2 separate regions of the Mus musculus genome follow, and region 2 is linked to region 1. Evidence: chromatin contacts called from public promoter capture Hi-C data. All regions are on one chromosome and are shown on one strand. The core of a region is the stretch at or near the end of the contact, and the rest is flanking DNA. Distances in the headings are between cores, read along the strand shown.

Region 1 (4,430 bases), core at 1,003-3,502:
ACCACGTTGTTTCCTCAAAGCTTACCGGATCCTTTCTTTTTATTTGACTTTGCTTCTTGTCTGCTCTCTGTCAAACAACTCAGACCATGTCCGAGCTCATTTTCAGTGTTTCTGACATAAATACAATTTATGGTCATTGTAGAGAGTAGAAAATAGTTTTAAATACAGCCACGGTGACTTTTTGTTTTCTCTCCTTAACAGTTTCCCCTAATACTCTTGCGTAGTTGAACAAGCAATTTTTTTTTCTATATATAAAGTTTTCGTTTCTTTTCTTAATTAGACATGTCCTAAAATGCCTTGCCATGTTGGTAGAGACTTATTTTAAAGCTTTGTTTGTATTTTTGTGTACGAGTGTTTTGTTTCTGTGTATCTAACTGCATTTGCTAAGGAGTATCAGAGAAAGCACACTTTATGCATATTTCCTAGGAGGCAGAAGTTAATACCATTTTACATTTTCAGTAGTTTAAGTAGGATCTACTGTGTAGATTGTAAAGAGCCTAGGAAGAAAACGATGAATCGGTATCTTAGACTTCGTGGTGGTGAATGAGGGCTGGTTCTTTGCAGTACAGCTAAACATCTTTGCTAGCTGCCATTTCCAGTCTAGTGATTCTGGCTTTGTTTTTGTTAGAGAGAAAATACTGTGGAAATAGCAGACCTTTTCCTTAGGGAAGTATATAATTGGACCCCTCTAAGTGGACAGTCTCTAGATCTTGCGTTTTCAGTCTGTACTCTGGTCGGTCCGTGGGAAGGGAGACTAGCGGCACGGTTCTGGCACATAGAGTAGAGTTCTGGGAACTGATTAGTGATTGCACATTCCTGAACCTCACTGGGTTTTTAGTGTGGAGTGAGAGCCAAGTTGAAAGAGAAGTTAGCCAAGTTCATGATTGGCTGATTTGGCAGCGCAATCATGTGTGCGAAGATCATGCATGGTTTGACTTGTTGGAAAATTCTGTTGAAACATGAATTAGCTATTTGTATATATAGACACCCCCAGCGTGCCTGGCTTTTGGTAACTTCCCCCTAGTCTAGAATTTACCTAAAATGCTTTCCTTCTCTACTTCCAGACATCACACCTATATCTGCTCTTATTTGTTGCAGGATCTTACATGATCCGAATGGTGAGCTGTGCACACAGAAGTTGGGGGAGCACTGTTAGGGACTGGCTTTAGGACTGGTGCCGAGAGAGGCCTGATCCTGAAAAGTGTAAATAATGCGAGTCTACACCCGTGTGCCCGGGATTTTATATACCCCACTTAGCTGTTCACGCTTCGGTATTCTCTTGGTCCCAATTGTTTGTTTTTCCTTTAAACAGTTGATTTTTTTTTCATAAATTTTTAATGTTTTGTGTGGCAGGGGAGGTGGGTGGGTTATAGACACATAGGATTCCTTATGAGTCGTTTGTTATATGTGTGTGTTTGTTACTGTAAGATCTCAAGACTCTTAACAAAGTGCAAAACAAGTCTTCTCACCTCTGTTCATGCTGAGTTTGACTTATGTTTTAGATATCTGTGCTAAATGACAAATTTTGACCTTGTGGAGTTTGGGTGCTAAACTCTTTCCAGTCTCCAAAAGTTACTTTTTTCCTGTTTCTATAAATTTTTTAAAGATGTATTTTTATTTTTTGTGTGTACTAATGCCTGCCTGCGTGTATATATGTGTACCACGTTGGTGTCTGAAGAGGGTGCTGGGTCCCCTGGAGTTACAGAGAGTTGGGAGCCATCGTGTGGGGGCTGACATCTGAACCCAGGTCTTCTGCAAAAGTAGAGCATGGTTTTACTCGCAGAGCCAGCTCTCCAGCTCTCCAGCTTTCTTCCCCTCCTATCGTCTTTCTCTTTTGAGGAAGAGGCTACTTGTAGCCCAGGCTAGCCTGGAACTTAGTATGTAGGCCAGGCTAGCCTGGAACTTGAGTTGGTCATCTTTCCTCTGCCTCCTGAATGCTGGGATTACCTCATCTAGGTTAAACGGCATTTGTTAGTACTTGTCTCACTGCCTACATATCAGGACGATTCAAAATGCAAAATAAAGAATAGAGGTGGAGGGGAGCCTGAGGGCCTGGAGTGGGGCTGAGAGAGGATGAGGCAGGTGCTGCTTGTGGTTCTAGCTCCACAGGGCCATTTGAACCCAGAGTTAAAAGACCACCCTGGGCTTTCAGAAGGTACAAAATGGTTCACAGTCTCTCCTTTTCACACCCTGCCTCATGACCAACCAGCAGGCAGTTGTGGCATCTGACTTGGCGCCCTGCCTGTTATCTTCCCTGAACCCTGCACTGTCTGGTAGGATAGGGCTGGCTGCTGCCTGTGTGGAAGCTTGGCAGTTACGTAGTGAGCAGACAGGAGTCGGCTCTGGGAAGGCTCTCACTCTCCACATGTTCTCCTGACTTCGGACAGGTCTGTCTGCACTCCCACTCCTGAAGGACCCACACGATGCTTTCTAAACTAGCAAGTCTGCAGACCATTGCTGCTCTGCGCCGAGGAGTCCACACCTCAGTCGCCTCTGCCACGTCTGTTGCCACAAAGAAGACAGAGCAAGGCCCACCATCCTCCGAGTACATTTTTGAACGGGAATCTAAATATGGTGCACACAATTACCATCCTTTGCCTGTAGCCCTGGAGAGAGGAAAAGGTATGTTTTGGATTAATCCACCCCCACATTTGCTTGAAGTGTGTTATCAGAATGAGTTGTTTTGTATTTCTCATGTGTAAGCCGCACTGAATGCCTTGTGGCAGATAGGGCTCCTTTGATTTTTCTAGGCGACTAAGGCTCCTGTGCCCAGCAGTCTTCCATGGGAGCCTCACGATGGTGAATGCAGAGGAAATGGGCATGCGTACCACAGACAATCTTTTAAAATTAGTTCTTATTTAGACATGACTCTAGTAATAAAAACATTATGATGATATGAAAATCATTTCTTTCCTTTGCCCCCAGATAGCTGAGGCTTTTCTTCGTTGTGTTCTCTCCATCCCTCCTGGCCCCATGTACACCCTGTTTTCTAGCTCTTCCCCCTAGGTACTCACTGTGCCTTCTCTAAGAGTCCACAGGAGCTTTCTGTATACACAGGTAGTTATCAGAACCAGGAAGTTAACAAGAGCAGAGCAGGAATCAGCTTTGTGTCCTTAGTTATAAATGAACCTTAGACCAGGGCTCTCATTCTTGGTGGTTCAGTGGTCTGTTGATCAATAGAGCAGTAGGTCTTCTCTTCCCCTCCCCCTTACTCTTCTTCCTCTCCTCTTCCTTCCTCCTCCTCTTTCTCATCCCCCTGTCTTCTTCCTCCTTCTCCTCCATCTCCTCCCTTTCTTCCTCCTCCTCCTGTCCTGGGCCAGTATTTTTTTTTTTTTTTAAATTGTAACACTTCCCAGCTGAAGTATTTCAGCCCTGTAAGCCAGTGTTTCTTCAAGTTTGGCACTGCCTGAATTGATCTGGAGTAGAATTGCTGGGTCATGTGGTAACTCTACGATTAGCTTGTTACGGGAACTGCCAACCTTTAAAACAAAACAAAAAAACCCTCTCTCTGTGTGGCGCGCGCACCCATGCCTGAGCAGAAGCAGAAGAGGAAGTCAGGTGTCTCACTTTATCGGGTTCTGCTTTATTCCTCTGAGACAGAGCTTCTCACTGAACATGATGCACACCATTTTGGCTAGGCTTGCTGGCCAGGGAACTGCTGGGATCTGCCTGTCTCTGCAGTTAAGGCTGGGGTAGCAGGAATGAGTGGCCATGCCCAGCTTTTTAAAAATGTGGGATATGGGAACTCAAACTCAGGTCCTCATGTGTGCCTTACTGAGCCATCTCCCCAGCTCAGGATTACTAACTGTTTTTCAGATCAGCTGTACTGTTTTTGATTTTTGGTATTGGTAGAGAGACAGGCTCTTACCTTGTAGTTCAGGCTGCTCCTAACCTTGGATTCATCCAACATGAGCTGCCAAGTGCTGGGATCACAGGTTCATGTATGTCTTCTTCAAAGAGCCGCGTGCAACTCCGGACAGGCATGGAGTGTCTCCTGCCTCTCTCCTGGGCCCCTTCAGTCAGTCCTGTACGCGATCCATCGCGGCTTGAGAATTGAACCCAGACGGAATTGGTGGGCCAGGGGACATGTTTTAGGGGAACCGGGAAGGCTCCAAAGCCCAGAGAGCAGCATTTTGGTTTGGACATACATGAACATGTAAAGACATACAATCCGTCACCAGCCATTAGAAACATGCATATCAAAACAAGGAGCTACTATTCCATACTAGTATGCTTATAATTTTTAAAAGAAAAAACAGTGGGGCAAAGATAAACCGTTTGGAACTCGCATGCATTGCTAGTGGACGGGTAAATCGGTACAGCTGTGACTGGGCGTGGTGGTGCACAGCTGTGTGCTGGGATCACATGTTCATGTATGTCTTTGAAGAAAATGCTAGTAAGTTATTTGCCCATTTTTAAAAAACAGTCTT
Region 2 (4,430 bases), core at 1,087-3,586, 220 kb before region 1:
TTGAACTCCTATCCATCTATAGATCCCAACACTCACACCTGACCTTCTCCAGGAAATCCCAGCCCTTTACCTCTCTCCTAGGGATTATTGGCTCGTTCCTCTGTGCCGGACACTCATCCCGTGGCATCTATTAAGCCTGTAGTTGTCCTGTGTGACCATTAGGTCCCCCGCACAGTCAGTCCAGTAAAGGTTGGAGTTGAGACAGGACTCTGATGCCAGGATGAAATAATGAAGGAGGAGACATAGGAAAGGTGTGTGCAGGATCTGCCTGTGCAGTTGGAGTCATCTAGAATGCAGTAGCACCTGAGTGCTTGACTCGGTGGGATAGCTCTGCCCCTTAGCCCTCTGTACTCATTAGAGTGGAGCTCCTACAAAGCACTCTCTCTGGCCCAAAGGCTAGCCTATACACACTGCCTTACCTCTGCTCTGGCTTTAGTTGGCATTTTCTAAAAGCTGAACATACAGGAAACGGCTTTGGAGCAGGTCTCTGTGCTCTAGGATTGCCTATGACTAGGTGTGAGCCCAAGACAGTTGAGTTGTAGAAAGTTCTGTGGGGGATGTGTGTGTCTGTGTGTGTGTGTGTGGGGGGGGTGTTGTTTAGCTAGTCAGTAGGCATTCTGATCTGCTCTTCTGCTGTGGTGCCTGGGCTTCAAGCTCTGTATGCTGGGGAGGTTTAAGGTTTTGAGTTAGTGTCAATAACACTACTTGATAACATGGAAACCTCCACAAGCAAGAGATGGCTCAGCACTCTTTAGCAGCAAAGCTGAGACTTGACATGGTGTGGCGAGTATGGTGTTCACCATTTCTAAAAACACAAAACCAAATCAGGTTGTGCCCAGTACCTAGCCCAGGGGTCCCTCCAGCTCCCAGTGTTCCTCCTGCTGTCGCTTCCCAAGAGCTCAGATTCGCAGGCAGGCCTCACCACACCTGGCCTCGTTCCTTCTCAGCAGACATCTTCCAAGTAGCCCTGCCTGCCAGCTACTGTGGTTGGGACTGACCTAAGGTAGGTTTGTGCCCTCTAGAAGCTCTCAGGTAACTTTGTTTGAAGCCCAGAGTGATACAGAGCCTGAGGGCCTGTCTCAGGGTAGAGGGGGCTTCCTAGAGTTGGAGGAGGAAGCTTGAAGGAGGTTAGTTTGGAGTCAGAGAGGGGGGTGAACAAGTCCCAGCCAGACAGTGAGTAGAGGTCTCAAGGCATGAAACAGTAAAGAGTATTTAGGGGCTGTAGGAGCTTCCTGTGTTGTAAGTGACAGCAGTGTGTGTGTATGGCACCAGCTCAGCTCTGAAAAGCAGTCTGGACCCCCAGCCACGCCCATCTTCTTGTTAACCTGGCAGAACTAGCCCATGCATGTGCAGGCCACTCTGTAAGCTGGTAAGCTTCTGTGTTCTTTTTATATGTGTGGGCATGGGTGTGCATGTGTGCATGTGTATGGAGTCTAGGAGTAGGCATAGACTACCTCTAATCACCTTAATGCTTTTTGGGTTGTTTTTAGACAGTCTCTCATTGAACCTAGAGTTCACAGACTGACTGGCCAGTGAGACCCAGGCTCCGTTTTTTTCTATACCCCTTCCCTGACCCCGCGCTAAAGTATACCTAGCACATACTGCAGTACCTTAATTTTTACAGTTATTAGGGTTCTAAATTCAGGTCCTCATGCTTGCATGCCAAGCACTTTACTGACTAAACCATCTCCATGGCCCTTATAGTTTATTTCTATTAGCTTCTAAAAATGTTCTGTAGTTTTGCATAGATCAATACACAGAAGGGCATTCCTTGGTGAGTGTCCTGCCGCAGGATCCCCATTTGTCCTCCCCGTGGACAGCTGATGTTAGTTTAGTTCTTTTATATCCTTTGAGACTCCTGTCCATTAGTACAGTATCCAGTTTCTCCCCAGTGAGAGCTGCTATACCCTTTCTTCCATTTCCCTCCTTTTGACTTGGCACTGTCTGGAAGGTGTTCTGTTGAGACAGCCATACTCTCATAGCCCTGCGCTTATTCACGCTGCTCCCTCTGTTAGATGGTCGGGGTACTTCCCAGCCTAGCAGCGCCACATGGCCTGTGTACTTTGTCTTGAAGGATGGATGGATAAGCGCTCAAGGCTCCTGTGATTCACCGGGACATGGGGAAGAGTAGCAGTAGTGTGGGACTAGGACACTGGCGAGTTGTTCCTATGCATCTCACGGTGGACCTGCTCCTCTCCGCGGCAGTTGGGTTCCACTGAGTTTTAGAGGAAGCAGTTTTGTTACTTAGCTGCCTTTGTGATTTCTCTGCAGAGGGGCCCAAGCCCCTCTGTGGGCTCTCAGAGAATGAGGCTTCTCCAGGGGGTGTGGTCAGTATTGCTCAAAGACTTCTGTACTGACTCTGACCCTTGGGCCACACCCAGTTGCAGGCATGACCAGGCCAGTCAGGCTGAAGCAGCCTGGCTCTACCAGCCCTGCTCGGCGGGACCTCAAGTAGGCAGATGCTCCTTCTGGGCACTTGATAGGTTTGTGCCACATGAACATCACAGCTGTAGTGCTTGTTTGCCAGTTTGTTAATAAGTCAAGTGTACAAGGACCTGCTCAGGCAGAGGACATGTAAGGGCGTGGGAGGGAGCCATCCGGGAAGGCTTTGTAATCTTTATAGCACTGTGGTGCAAGGTTTTGGACCTCACAGAGTCCAGGTTTGTTACACTATTTGTTATTAAGCATGGACTTTCTCTTTTTAAAATTATTTTACTTGTGTGTGTGTGTGTGTGTGCGCATGTGTGTATGTGTGTGTAGTGTGTGTGGTATGTGTGTATGTATATGTGTGTGTGGTGTGTGCACGTGTGTATGTGTATATGTGGTGTGTGTGTGGGGTGTGTGTATATGTGTGTGGTATTTGGTGTGTGGTATGTGTTGGTATGTGTGGTGTGTGTGTGTATGTATGTATATATGTGTGTGATGTGTGGTATGTGTGTGTGGTGTGGTGTGTATATGTGTGTGTGTGGCCAGAGGTCAACCTTGGGTGGTGTTACTCAGCAGTCATCCACCTTATTTTTTGAGACGAGATCCCTCCTTGAGTCCTGGAGCTCACTGATATGACTAAGGTGGGCAGTGAGTCCCGAGAATCCACCTGATTCTGCCTCTCCGAGACTGAGATTACAAGTGCACACCACTGTGTGCAGATGCTATAACCAGATTTTGGGAATCAAACTCCAGCCCCCACCTTGATTTTGAGAAAGCTTCTTCCTCTGGGACCTGGAGCTTGCCATTTAGGCTGGACTGGCTGGCCAGTGAGCCCTAGGGATCTGTTGTTCCTGCTTCACCAGAGATGAGATTGCAGACCTGTTACCCCCACAGCTTTCTGTGTTCTAAGGGCTCGTCTCAGGTCTGCTTGCTCTTATGGTAGGCATTTACCGCTGGAGCAAGTCCTCCACCCCGCAGGTGTGAGCTTTGCCTCTCAGTGATTTCATTTACTCACCCATCAATCATCACCGATTCCCACTTCCTGGAGCAGAGAATGTGGCTCTGGATGGCTGCGTCTTCTACCTTACCACAATCCCAGCACACCCAAAATACTCGCTCAGTAAGCTGGTTGAATCAACTGATGTACTTGCTGATCAGATAGACTTCCCATGACCTCCATGTACCATTGACTAAGCATGGATTTTGTGCCCAAGTGCCAGGTTCTCATCTGTCCTTAACTATTAAATTTCATCTGTTCTCATCTCATTCGTGGTTAACTGTGATATCATTATTTAAATGATTTATTACCTGTATACAGACATTGTGAGCCTACTTGAGTTTTTATTCACTGTGGGTATGCAGGAGCCCTTGGAGACCTGAGCAAGGTTATCAGATTCCTTGGGCCTGGAGTTAAAGATTATGAGCCACTATGTGGGTCCTAGGAACCAAACTTGGGTCTTCTGCAAGAGTGGTAAATGCTCCTAACCATTGAGCCATCTCTCCAACCCCTGTTGTTATTTTTAAGTCTGAGAGCGTGAAACACCTCCCTAGCCTGGCTCGTGATTCAGGCCGGCAGTGTTGGTGGTTTGTGGAGCTGTCCTCTTCCATATGGCTACATGTCTGAGCTACTTACTTGGTTTGGGAGGTACGTGGAGGTGGAGTGTTCAGAGCCTGCAGTGAGCCTTGCTGCTGACGCAGTGAGTGGGCTTCCTGAGAGCAAGGACATCTGCACCGAAACCTGGTTCCGATGGTGCCGCTGAGGGATGACGGCAACGGCGTGATAAGTACTGCAGCAGCCTGCGGCCTTGGCTGTTTGTCAAGCACTGTCGGATATATTTTGGACAAATAGAACAAATTTCTGTTTCTTCTGGGGCATAGGTTATTTTTGATGAGGAAGATGGTGTATTCATCTTTGGGAACTGGGTTAACTCTTTCAGGGTCCTTTGAATCTCTAGAGATGTGCAGAGATTGGTTTGAGGCTTGAAAGAGGCTAGATAGCTTCC

Evidence for each region. Capture Hi-C pulls out chosen DNA fragments and counts their contacts.
Region 2: a contact with region 1 is called in a promoter capture Hi-C map of adipose tissue. The contact joins two enhancer-like sites. A contact is called at or near these places in 2 of 39 promoter capture datasets (liver and neural stem cells), 2 of 484 Hi-C or Micro-C datasets (both in liver), 1 of 115 datasets of contacts at active chromatin or transcription factors (pancreatic cancer cells) and 2 of 9 other capture datasets (adipose tissue and pancreatic islet).

Annotation. Positions count from the first base shown.
Region 1 is chr7:132,568,098-132,572,527 of GRCm38.p6, reverse strand. Oat (ornithine aminotransferase) reads left to right here. Exons shown (of 10, transcript NM_016978.2): 2 at 2,388-2,622. The coding sequence starts at 2,424. Among named protein-coding and RNA genes, the nearest start is that of Oat, 6.1 kb to the left of the region's middle. Within about 2 kb of position 2,252, at least 76 of the 459 cell types and tissues checked have an H3K27ac peak or open chromatin away from gene starts, as enhancers often do. A contact at or near this core is called in adipose tissue, where this site is marked.
Region 2 is chr7:132,788,712-132,793,141 of GRCm38.p6, reverse strand. The region is part of intron 1 of Fam53b (family with sequence similarity 53, member B); the gene reads left to right. Among named protein-coding and RNA genes, the nearest start is that of Fam53b, 23 kb to the left of the region's middle. Within about 2 kb of position 2,336, at least 23 of the 459 cell types and tissues checked have an H3K27ac peak or open chromatin away from gene starts, as enhancers often do. A contact at or near this core is called in adipose tissue, where this site is marked.